Regions from separate parts of the Sus scrofa genome. Here region 2 is linked to region 1. Evidence: chromatin contacts called from public Hi-C data. All regions are on one chromosome and are shown on one strand. The core of a region is the stretch at or near the end of the contact, and the rest is flanking DNA. Distances in the headings are between cores, read along the strand shown.

Region 1 (4,856 bases), core at 978-3,477:
AAAAAAAAAAAAAAGAGCATTCTTTATGTTGCAAGGTATTATTCTTAACGCTTGTTTAAAAAAATGCATAAACCCTTCATGTTGAAACCCTAAGAAAACGACCATTTCTCTTGAAATATCGCTAACTATGCAATTGCATAATCCCGCGCCCTTTATGTAAGCTGCAGCGGACAGCGCATGTTTGTGTAAAAGCCTCAAGACGCCAAAGCAAAGCAAAAAAGAGAAAAGGCAGGCAGCCGGGAAGCAGAGTACGAGGTGGGAAGGGCCGGAAAAGAAGCCGGGAGGGGAGGAGGACTGGGAGTGGGGCGCTAGGCAGGAAAGGGAAGCGCGGGCGGAGGCGCGGGCGGGGGAGGCAGACGAGGGGCGGGGGCGGACGGCGGGGGAGATCCTCGCTGGCGGGGACAGACAGATGGGGCCGCCCTAACCTCAATGAGGCTCGCGGGTGAGTCACTGGGAACATTCCTCGCCGCTCGCACGTCCCCGCTTCCCTGCCTCCGCCATTGGCCAGCTGGCCGGGCGGCCCGGGCTGGGATTGGCTGGGCCTCGGAGGGCGGGGCGCGGAGGAGGAGGAGGAGGGGGCGAGGCATGTGAACAAAGCGTGATCAGCGGCTGCTCCGGGCGGCGCAGGAAACGTGAACTGGGAATTGCCGCGCCGTCACCTTTCACCTACTTCCTGAGCCCGCGGGCCCCCGCCCTCGCGCCGGGCCGGGGGAGGGGCCGCGGGCGCCGCCGCCAACCGCCCGGCAGTGCGCGCCCCAGCCCGCGGGGAGGGGCGGGGCCCTGGGCCGGGGAGCGCCCGCCCCTTCCAACTCCCAGCGAGCCGCCGTTCCCTTAGGAACCGACAGCGGGGCCGGGCTTTGCTCCCGCCCCTGGCGGAGGCCGGAGCTGGGTCACTCGGGGACGAGAAGCTCCCCGAGCGCACCCGCTCCCGGCCCACCCCCAGCCTCCGCCTCAGCTGCCGGGGGAGGAGCCGGGTCCCCGCGGAAACCCGGCCCCCGCCCTCCTCCGGCCGCAGCCCCCGGGGACCTAGCCGAGCCCTCTGCGCTTCCCGCCCACGCCGCCCGCGGGATTTCGGACCACCCTGACTCTCCCCGAAGATGCGGCGCCCCCTCCCCGAGGTTTCCTGCAGCTCCGGCCCCAGCCCGTTGCGCATCTCCACGAGTTCCCAGACGTGCAGCCCCAACAGGCCCCGGCTCCAGACGCGCGGCCCCACGGCCTGCGGCTCCCGCCTTAACACGCTGCCCCCGCGTCTCGCGGCCCGGCTCCCCCCGCCCACCTTCTCCGCCCTGCTGCTGGGTCCCGCTTCCCACCCTCACATCGCCGAGGCGGCTCTCTGCCCCCTCCGAGAGGTGCTCAGAGTGTGGCCACCTGCCTGCCCCGGGAATGGGAAGTCCCTCCAGACGTCGGGGGGGGGGCAACTCCGCGGCCCCCCTCAGGGGTCCCGGGGCCGCGTGCCATCCCCCACGCTCCTGCCAGTCGCCCCTCCCCCAGTGGTCGGCTATCTGCTGAGCAGCCCCCGTCCCGCAAGCCTCCGTTCAGACCGCCTAAATGGGGAGCCCCCTTTCCTCTCCTGCGGACACCTTGCCCCGCAAATCCTCGCAAGCACTACTCTCCCACCCTGGGTTGCATTCCTGATCTAGACAGAGGCAGCTCTCTACAGCACCAGGTGCAGGGTGGCCCCCTCACCCCCCTCCTCCTTCCACACCTCCTATCCTCGCTGAAAGGGTAGCAGCCCCCACCCCACTCTTGCCACCCCTCCAGTCATCCTCCCCCTCACCTGCTTCAGGTCTCCCGGCAGAGCTGACCCTTTCCCTCATTACACCTAGAGCAAGAACCCCCTCTCCCTTCGTCTCTAGACCCCAGCCTGCTTCTCCTGACCCTCTTCACTACGCACGCCGTCACTAAAGACCGGTCTGCACACAGAAAGCCCCTTCCTCTCCTACGACTCCACTGCAGCCCCCGTCCTCCGGCGTGGCTGATGTCACGGGGCTCAGGCTTCGCGCCCCCCGGGGGCCCCTCAGACGCAGCATAGGCCAGGAAGGACAGGGGCATCCCCAGGTGACTTACCGCAGCTTGCTGGAGAGAAGCGCCGAAGTTGAGCATGGTTGGCTGCCTGGCCGCCCGCGGCGAGCTGACTGGCTGCTAGGCTGGTTGGCTGCCTGGCCACAGACGGGCGCCCAGAGACACTCGACGCCACTCCCGCCGCCGCCGCGCTCCGCGCCGTCTGCCCCCTCCCCATTCAGGTAGCTGCTCCGCCTGCCCCGCGCCGCGGGAGGGGGTGGGGGCGGAGCCTGCTATCGGCCAATCAGCGACAAAGGTGTGTGAGGCGCCGGCCAATGGGCTAGCGGAGCCACGCGTGATCAGCGGCTGCCCGGCAGCGTGAAGCTTGTGTCAGTGGAGCGTGTACACAATCCCCGGCAGCGTGTTCCCTCGGCCCAGCCCGAGGGAACTCCCGCCGCCACCTGACTCAGTGACACCGCCCCCACCCCTCATCCACGCCCCCGCCTGTAGTTCCCCCTCCCTGGCCTGGGTGGGGGGCGGCGCTGAGAACGGGGGCCTAGCCCGGAGGCGCGGCAGCGGCGGCGCGCCCAGGGACTGCGGAGGGCCGGCCCCACGTGGGAGGTGGGGAAGGATGCCCGCTCCGCCCTGTCCCCGCCGCACGAGGCCCCATCTCGGCTCTCCGCGGGGTAGGCGGGACGCCGGGTAGCCAGGCGGGGGAGGCAGTGGCTGCAAGCCAAGGGTCCCGAGCCAAGAGATTTGCATTTGGAAGCGCCGTCCCCTTGCGCGTCTGGCGAGAAAACAGAGCCCGGTGACCGACTGAGCTGCATTTTTGGAGCATTTGCAGGGTTCTGACTCGCAGAGCCCTGGATAGCACCAAGGGAGGGTAGGAGAGGGAAGGGAATCCTGTCACTATGCGGACACCTGCTCCTGCGCCCCCCGCCCACGCCAGGGCCGGCGGCGCGGGCTCGCCCTCTCCATCTGCGCTGCCTGCGGCATTGCCCGCCCCCGTCCGCCCCGCCCATCCTTCCTCCTGGGCGGTGGAGAGAATGCTGTGGGGACGGCAGGAAGCCCCGAGAACTAGACCAAGGGGGTGATGGGGAGCCATAGACTAGAGTTCTTATCTTTCTCTGGCGCCGGCGCTCGTTTGCAGAATCGAGTTTTGAGCTCGCTCTAAAGTTTAAATTGCAGTCTACCAGCTGTTTCAAAGGTAGACCCTACCCCCACACACACCCCAGGCCAAGGCCTCCGGAAACGCTCTGCCAGGAAACTGCTGCTGGGGATGGGGTGGGGATGCGGTGGGGCGGGGTCTTCTAGGGTCGCCTGGCGCCAGGCAGGGCACGCCTGCGGGTGGGTTGCAGTGGAAATGCCCATCAAATCAAAGACACAATCCCCACCCCCACCCCACCCCAACCCCACCCCCGTCCCCGGCCGGCGAAAGCACCGGCCCCACCCCCCCCAACCCCCCCGCCCTGACCCACTGGCTGATCTGAGGCGGTCTGGGGTTTCCAGAATGCGAGACTACGGTTCTGCTTTGGCTATTTGCCCCCTTTTGGCCTTTTGGTGTCTGTTCATGGCAGCTGTTGTTGGAGAGGGCAATGATAACTCGGCTTAAAGCAAAGGAGATTTTCTCTTTCCGAGGTCTGAACACAGGTCACAAATCACTGCGCCTTCCTCCAGGTGTCTCGCCTCTGTGTGTAACTGAACGGCTAGTTTAAGTGTCCTCTTTCCCAATAATCACAAAATGAGTATAGAAAAGGGAATGAATTATTTTAAAAACAGCCACATCTATGAACATCTTTTAATGGTTCCTTCTGGAATATCTCTTCTTGTATATCTAAGGCCCAGGCTAGCCAACAACAGTAGTAGCAATCAACCAAGGCCAGAGCCGCCCACTGCGAGAGGGGAAGAGGACTGAATGGCCTCCTGTCACAGCCTCGCCTGAATCTGCTGGACGAGCGCCAGCTCAGCAGCCCAGGCAGCTCTTCCTGTCTCCCCTCTATCCCATGCCCCAGCTTCTGTCTGCAGGGGTGTTCCTCCCTGCTGGCTTCCTTCCGCCTGGGCTGTCCCATCCTGTTGATCTGAACCTAAGGGTACTGGAGCAGCTGGCCCTGGGCACCTGCTGCAGCAGAGGAAGCTCCTGCCTGTGCCCAGCCGGCAGCCCAGCCTTCCTTCCTGTCAGGGAGCCACCCCCCTCCGGTGGCCACAGCCAGGCCTCCAGGTCTGAACTTGGTCCCTTCCTCAGGAATGTGGGGCCTGCTGGCATAGTGCCCCAGCGTGCTGAGAAGCAGGGAGCATTTATGGCTTGTGGGAGTGATTCAAAACAGGAAAGAAAAGAAGGGGTAGGAGAAACAGTGTGGCGGTGGCACAATTCCTAGAGATTCAGAGAAAGATGTTCCTCACGCACCTCAGACTCAAAGTAACCAAAACTAAAATCCTTGTTTTTACTTCTTCCCATATGCGGCTCTCATCTCCAGCCTTCACCTCTCCCCCAAAGCCCTGAATCCAGTAGGTCCCCAGATGCCAGCAGTCTTGCCTCAGGAATACCTCTCTTCCCTTACTTTCCATTTGTCACTCAAATGTCACTCTAGGCCAGTCTGGCATCAACTCTTTAAACAATCTGTGCTCTCCTCACCCAAGCCCCAGTCCCAGCCCCACTGGCACCCCCAGTGCCAAACTCTCTACACTAAAACCAGAGTGGGCTTTTTGAAAGTCCTGATGCAATCATGACACTCCCTACTTAAAAATTATCCTTTGCTCCTGCTGCCTAGGGAAGAAAAGCCCATTCCATTCTGCCCCCAACCCTCCCCACCCTCCCAATGGTCATCTTCCACCCAGACACACCCTTGCCCATGGCC
Region 2 (5,325 bases), core at 1,149-3,648, 91 kb after region 1:
TACTGCCTAATCTTTACATTTTTAAGGTAATTTTTTTTTTTTTTTTTGTCTTTTTGCCTTTTCTAGGACCGTATCTACAGCATATGGAGGTTCCCAGGCTAAGGGTCTAATAGGAGCTGTAGCTGCCAGCCTATGCCAGAGCCACAGCAACACGGAATCAGAGCCACATCTGCGACCTACACCACAGCTCACAGCAATGCTGGATCCTTAACCCACTGAGCGAGGCCAGGGATCAAACCCACAACCTCATGGTTCCTAGTCAGATTTGTTAACCACTGAGCCATGACGGAAATTCCATTAAGGGAATTTTTTTTTTAAGGCTGCACCTGCAGCATATGGAAGTTCCCAGGTTAGGGGTCAATCAGAGCTGTAGCTGCTGGCCTATGCCACAGTCACAGCAACACATGATCTGAGCCACATCTATGACCTACACTACAGCTCATGGCAACGCTGGATCCTTAACCTACTGAGCAAGTCCTGATCGAACACTTGTCCTCATGGATACCGGTTGGGTTCATTACCTGCTGAGCCACAATAGGAACTCCTAATCTTCACATTCTAAGAGATGCCAGAAACACCAATTCTTTTTTTTTTTTTTCCTTTTTTTCTTTTTTGTCTTTTTAAGCCCATACACATGACATGTGGAGGTTCCCAGGCTAGGAATCAAATTGGAGCTGCAACTGCTGGCCTACACCACAGCCACAGCAACGCGGGATCTGACCCACATCTGAGACCTACACCACAGCTCACAGCAACGCCAGATGCTTAATCCACTGAGCGAGCCCAGGGATCGAATTTGCGACCTCATGGTTCCTAGTCGGGTTCGTTTCCGCTGTGCCACAACGGGAACTCCCTAATGCCAGATCCTTAACCCACCAAGCAAGGCCAGAGGTTGAACCCAAGTCCTCATGTATACTAGTCAGGTTCTTAATCCACTGAGCCACAATGGGAACTTCCAGAAACACCCGTTCTTATGTGAATTCTCCTAATTTTAAATGTTAGCCCCACATTCACATTTTAAAAGACACTCTGCGGCCAAACATAACATAAGTGCTGGCCAGATGCAGTCTGGAAATACCATATTTGGGATTGCTGTTGGGTGGGGGCCTTAGTAGGGTGTGGCATCACCTTCTGGGTCTCCAGTCTTTCCACGAGAGGCCTTTTGGGTCTCATGTAACCCAGAGTTTCAGTCTAAAAATGTACTAGGCAATAACCCCAATCCACAGTAAATTACCACATCAGACCTAGCAATTGTTTTTTGGTTTGGTTGGTTTTTGTTTTTTGCTTTTTTAGGGCTGCACCTGCAGCCTATGGAAGTTCCCAGGCTAGGGGTCAAACTCCAGCTGCAGCTGCAGCAATTCCAGATTCCAGCTGCATCTTCAACCTCCACCGCCACTCTTGGCAACACCAGATCCTTAACCCACTGAGTGAGGCCAGGGATCAAACCCTCATCCTCATGGATACTAGTCAGGTTCATAACCTGCTGAGCCACAAAGGGAACTCCCTCAAACCTAGCAATTAACAACTATGTCACAAGGCTCTGCTCCCCTCCCCCCCACCCCGCCCCAGGGGCTGACAGGGTCAGGACTAGGTCTGTCTCCACATGCATTACTCCGTGAAGGGAGTCAGATCTGGAAACAAGAAGTTCTGAGTTTCAGTCTTAGCTCTGCCATTTATCAGCCCAGTGACCTTGAGAAGTCATGGCTCTCTCAGCATACATGCACCCCTCACCCCCCAGAGTCTCGTCTGCAAAATGGATTAATGGGATAATGACACGCTGTAGGTTGTATGGTGCTGTCCGCGCACAAGGAGTTCTGGTTATTTCCACCTGGTTTCTTTTTGCGCCCTACTCTGTGGTCAGCTGGGTCTCTGCAGGGTGAGGGTTTAAGACACAAGGGAAACCGTGTTTGTCCCAAAATGTGGCATCTTGTAAAATGCAAAAGTGTGTGCAAGGCAACGGTGACTTATTCAGTCAATGATCACCTTGGTAGGGTCCAGGGATTGGACAGTGACCCCGGGTGTTTTTCTGGCAGGGCTGAAATCCGGTGTCTTGCAGATTTAAGAGGGGAAGGGAGAAACACCGCAGGGGGACAGCTGCTTTCATTTTGCACACACGGCATTACACCTGCCCCTGGGGGGTTCACTCTCATTTTTACATGGTGCAGACTGTGCCCCAAGCTGCCCAACAGCAGGTTCTCAGGGGTGGGGTTGTTATGGGAGCTGGGAAATGAGGCTGGATAAGATTCCTGCCACCACACTGTCGCATCAGAGCTTTTTTTTTTTAAGGAAAAAAAAAAAAAAAAAAAGAACTCCCTGCGGCTCCGTGGGAGTTTTGCCTGCGTTTTCCGGGTAATTGCCTCGCCCCCGCCCTCGGTGAGCCCAGGCTGTGGCAGGCGCTGCCGGCTGGGGGTGGTGGCCAACGTCTGCCTCCTTTCCTGCCATCCGCCAGGCGGGCTGCTGGGGACACGGGTGGGGGAGCCCCAACCTCCCCACCTCTGGCAGGCGGGTTGAGAATGAATTAGGGCCGTGGGGAAGTGGCGGCCACAGGGGAACAGTTGATCCTGGTGTGCAGAGAAAAACCAGGATCTGCTGTCGGCAAAGGAAATTTCCAAGAGTCGCACACAAGAGGCAGACCCAGTGGAGGCTGAGGGCTCGTGCTGGGAAGCCAGGCTGCTGGGCTGGAGTCCCAGCTGTGCCCTTGAACAGCTGTGAGAACCTGAGCAGATCCTCAAATCTCTCTGCACCTCTGGGCGTCTCTCTGCCTTGTGTTTTATTGTGAAGATGAATAAATTAACACAGGCACAGCTTTTAGAGCAGCTTAAAGGAAGAAAACAATGTTTCTTCTACTCAGACTATTTCTTCTGTCACAGAGCACTTCTGACACCAAATGTGTGGGGATTTTCCAACGACCTGGCAGTCCTCCAACCGTCAGGCTGTCACCTGGGGGGTCCACAATTCTGACACTAAGTGCGAGGCACTAGTGCAGACCCCACAGGTGGAGGCCTTAGGCCCACAAGGTTGGCCCCCCACTTCGGATGCCAGTTCCAGGTCCCACGTTGTCACCTGTACTTCTGACCAACTGCCTGTGAAGTGGGGGCTTCCACTACCCCCCTCAGGTTTGATAACTTGCTCCTACTGGCTCACAGCGCTCAGGGAAACACATCGACATTTCCCAGTTATTACGTGATGCAGGATACAGATGGACAGTCGGGTGCAGAGGTCTGAGCATAGCAGAGGGCCAGGTACAGAGGAAGGGCACCTCCGTGTGTTTCACCAGCCCAGAAGCTCTCCAAACCCCATGCTTTAGGGATTTGTTTCGGAGACTTTATCACACAGACATGGTCAGTTAACCCAATGTCCAGCCTCTGCCCTCTTCCCAGATAACAGGTACGGGGGCCAAAAGTTCCAAGCTTTGACTCATGCTTGATCTTTCAGGTGAGCATGCCCTATCCAGGACCTGTGGGTGGTCACGTTAGAACAAAGGCACCCTTAGCGCCCAGGCACCTCCAAGGGATTTAGGAATCTCTGTGTAAGGAACTGCTCTCGCCCCTCTCGCTTGGGAAACCACGAGGGCTTTAGGAATTCTGTGCCAGGAACCAGGGACAAAGACCAAATAGATTTGTTTTTATACCACAGCAGGACATCCCACGTGCACAGAAGATGGTTGTTCCTGTTACCCTATCAGGAGCATCCCCTGCAGTCTCTAATGAGACCCGTGGAGACATACCTACAAAATCTAGGGACGCTCACGTTCTTTGCTTTTATTCTTTTCAGGGCCGCACCCACGGCCTAAGAAGTTCCCAGGCTAGGGGTCAAATCAGACCTCTAGCTGCCGTCCTACACCACAGCCACAGCCACAGCCACGCTGGATCCTTAACTCATTGAGCAAGGCTCGGGATCAAACCCACATCCTCATGGATACTCTGTTGGGTTCTTAACCCACTGAGCCACAACAGAACCTCCTGCTTGTGTTCTTAGTATCTGGAACCTACTGAACCTCTACTTGTCCATAAAGACACAGCTCAAATGACACATCCCCCATGAAGGTCTTTTTGCATGTTACTCTTTTGTTTGTTTTGTTTTGCATTTTTAGGGCCATGCCCTTGGCATAGGGAGGTTCCCAGGCTTGGGTCGAATGGGAGCTGCAGCTGCCAGCCGACACCACAGCCTCGGCCACATGTTACACCTTATTAAATAATTGCTTTATACCAGGACCTGTGCTGAGCACTTCACATATCACCTCATGCAAAGGCAGATTCAGCTTTTGTGGGACATCATTCTTATACAATTTAAGAGGATTTTTTTTTTTTTTTTTTTTTTTTTTTTTTGCTTTTTATTGCCACACCTGCAGCATATGGAGTTTCCTGGGCTAGGGGTCAAATTGGAGCTACAGCTGCCGGCCTACACCACAGCCACAGCAACGCGGGATCCGAGCCTTATCTGCGACCTACACCACAGCTCATAGCAACACCGGATCCTTAACCCACTGAGCGAGGCCAGGGATTGAACCCGAAACTTCATGGTTCCTAGTCAGATTCATTTCTGCTGCGCCACGACGGCAACTCCCAAGGAGGCCTTCTTTTAAAGAAAAGCATATAAAATGATCTGATTTTATCATGTCTGTAAAACAAAAGCAGCCTTGTGCACACACAGCTAGGGCCCTGGAAGGAGCCTGAGCAAGTGAGGGGGCCTTTGCATGTGAGTTTCGTCACCTTCACGGTAAACCCATCTCTGGTCTTGTGTGATGCCCCCAGGAGCCGATGCAGTCGGTCAACACCGTCCCCATAAGTCTCCACATACAGATGTGCAGAGTGAGACTCAGAGGAGAATTCACGTGCCCCAGACTGTGCCCCGCTGTGCCGTAGGGCCAGGAGAGACTGTCCCCCCTCCCTCCAGGGCTTCCCTGTGAAAGCCCAGCACTGCAGTCACCATCTATCTCTGTGGTAACGTCGACTTCTCTCAAGTTCAGGGCGGGGGCAAATTTCATTCATCTCTGCACCCTGGGCGGCCCACAGAAGGTGCTCAATGAATGCACGTAGAGGAAATATACACCTTCACCATCTCTGCTTTGTGCCCTTGGTCACCACCAACGAATCTATTTCACACTCCTATTCAGGGGCTCCCAGCCCTAGGAAGCTTAAGGTTTCGGAGAATGTTTCTGGGGAGCGGGGGTAGGGGTGAGGGGAGCAAAAAAAGGAAAGAAACTTTCCTGTAAGACCTGAACAGGGCTGCAGAAGAGCACAGTCAATTCATACATTCAACAACTGTTGGAGTTCCCGTCATGGCTCAGCGGTTAATGAATCCGACTAGGAACCATGAGGTTGC

What was found. Hi-C and Micro-C count contacts between places; a contact is called where the count stands out from the background.
Region 2: a contact with region 1 is called in a Hi-C map of brain, with 5 times the contacts expected there. A contact is called at or near these places in 16 of 47 Hi-C or Micro-C datasets (alveolar macrophages, blood, brain and 10 more) and 2 of 2 datasets of targeted methods (alveolar macrophages and skeletal muscle).

Annotation. Positions count from the first base shown.
Region 1 is chr4:34,427,503-34,432,358 of Sscrofa11.1, reverse strand. It overlaps KLF10 (Kruppel like factor 10), which reads right to left and starts at 2,227. Exons shown (of 4, transcript NM_001134344.2): 1 at 2,068-2,227. The coding sequence starts at 2,103.
Region 2 is chr4:34,336,599-34,341,923 of Sscrofa11.1, reverse strand. No RefSeq gene overlaps it. Among named protein-coding and RNA genes, the nearest start is that of KLF10, 91 kb to the left of the region's middle.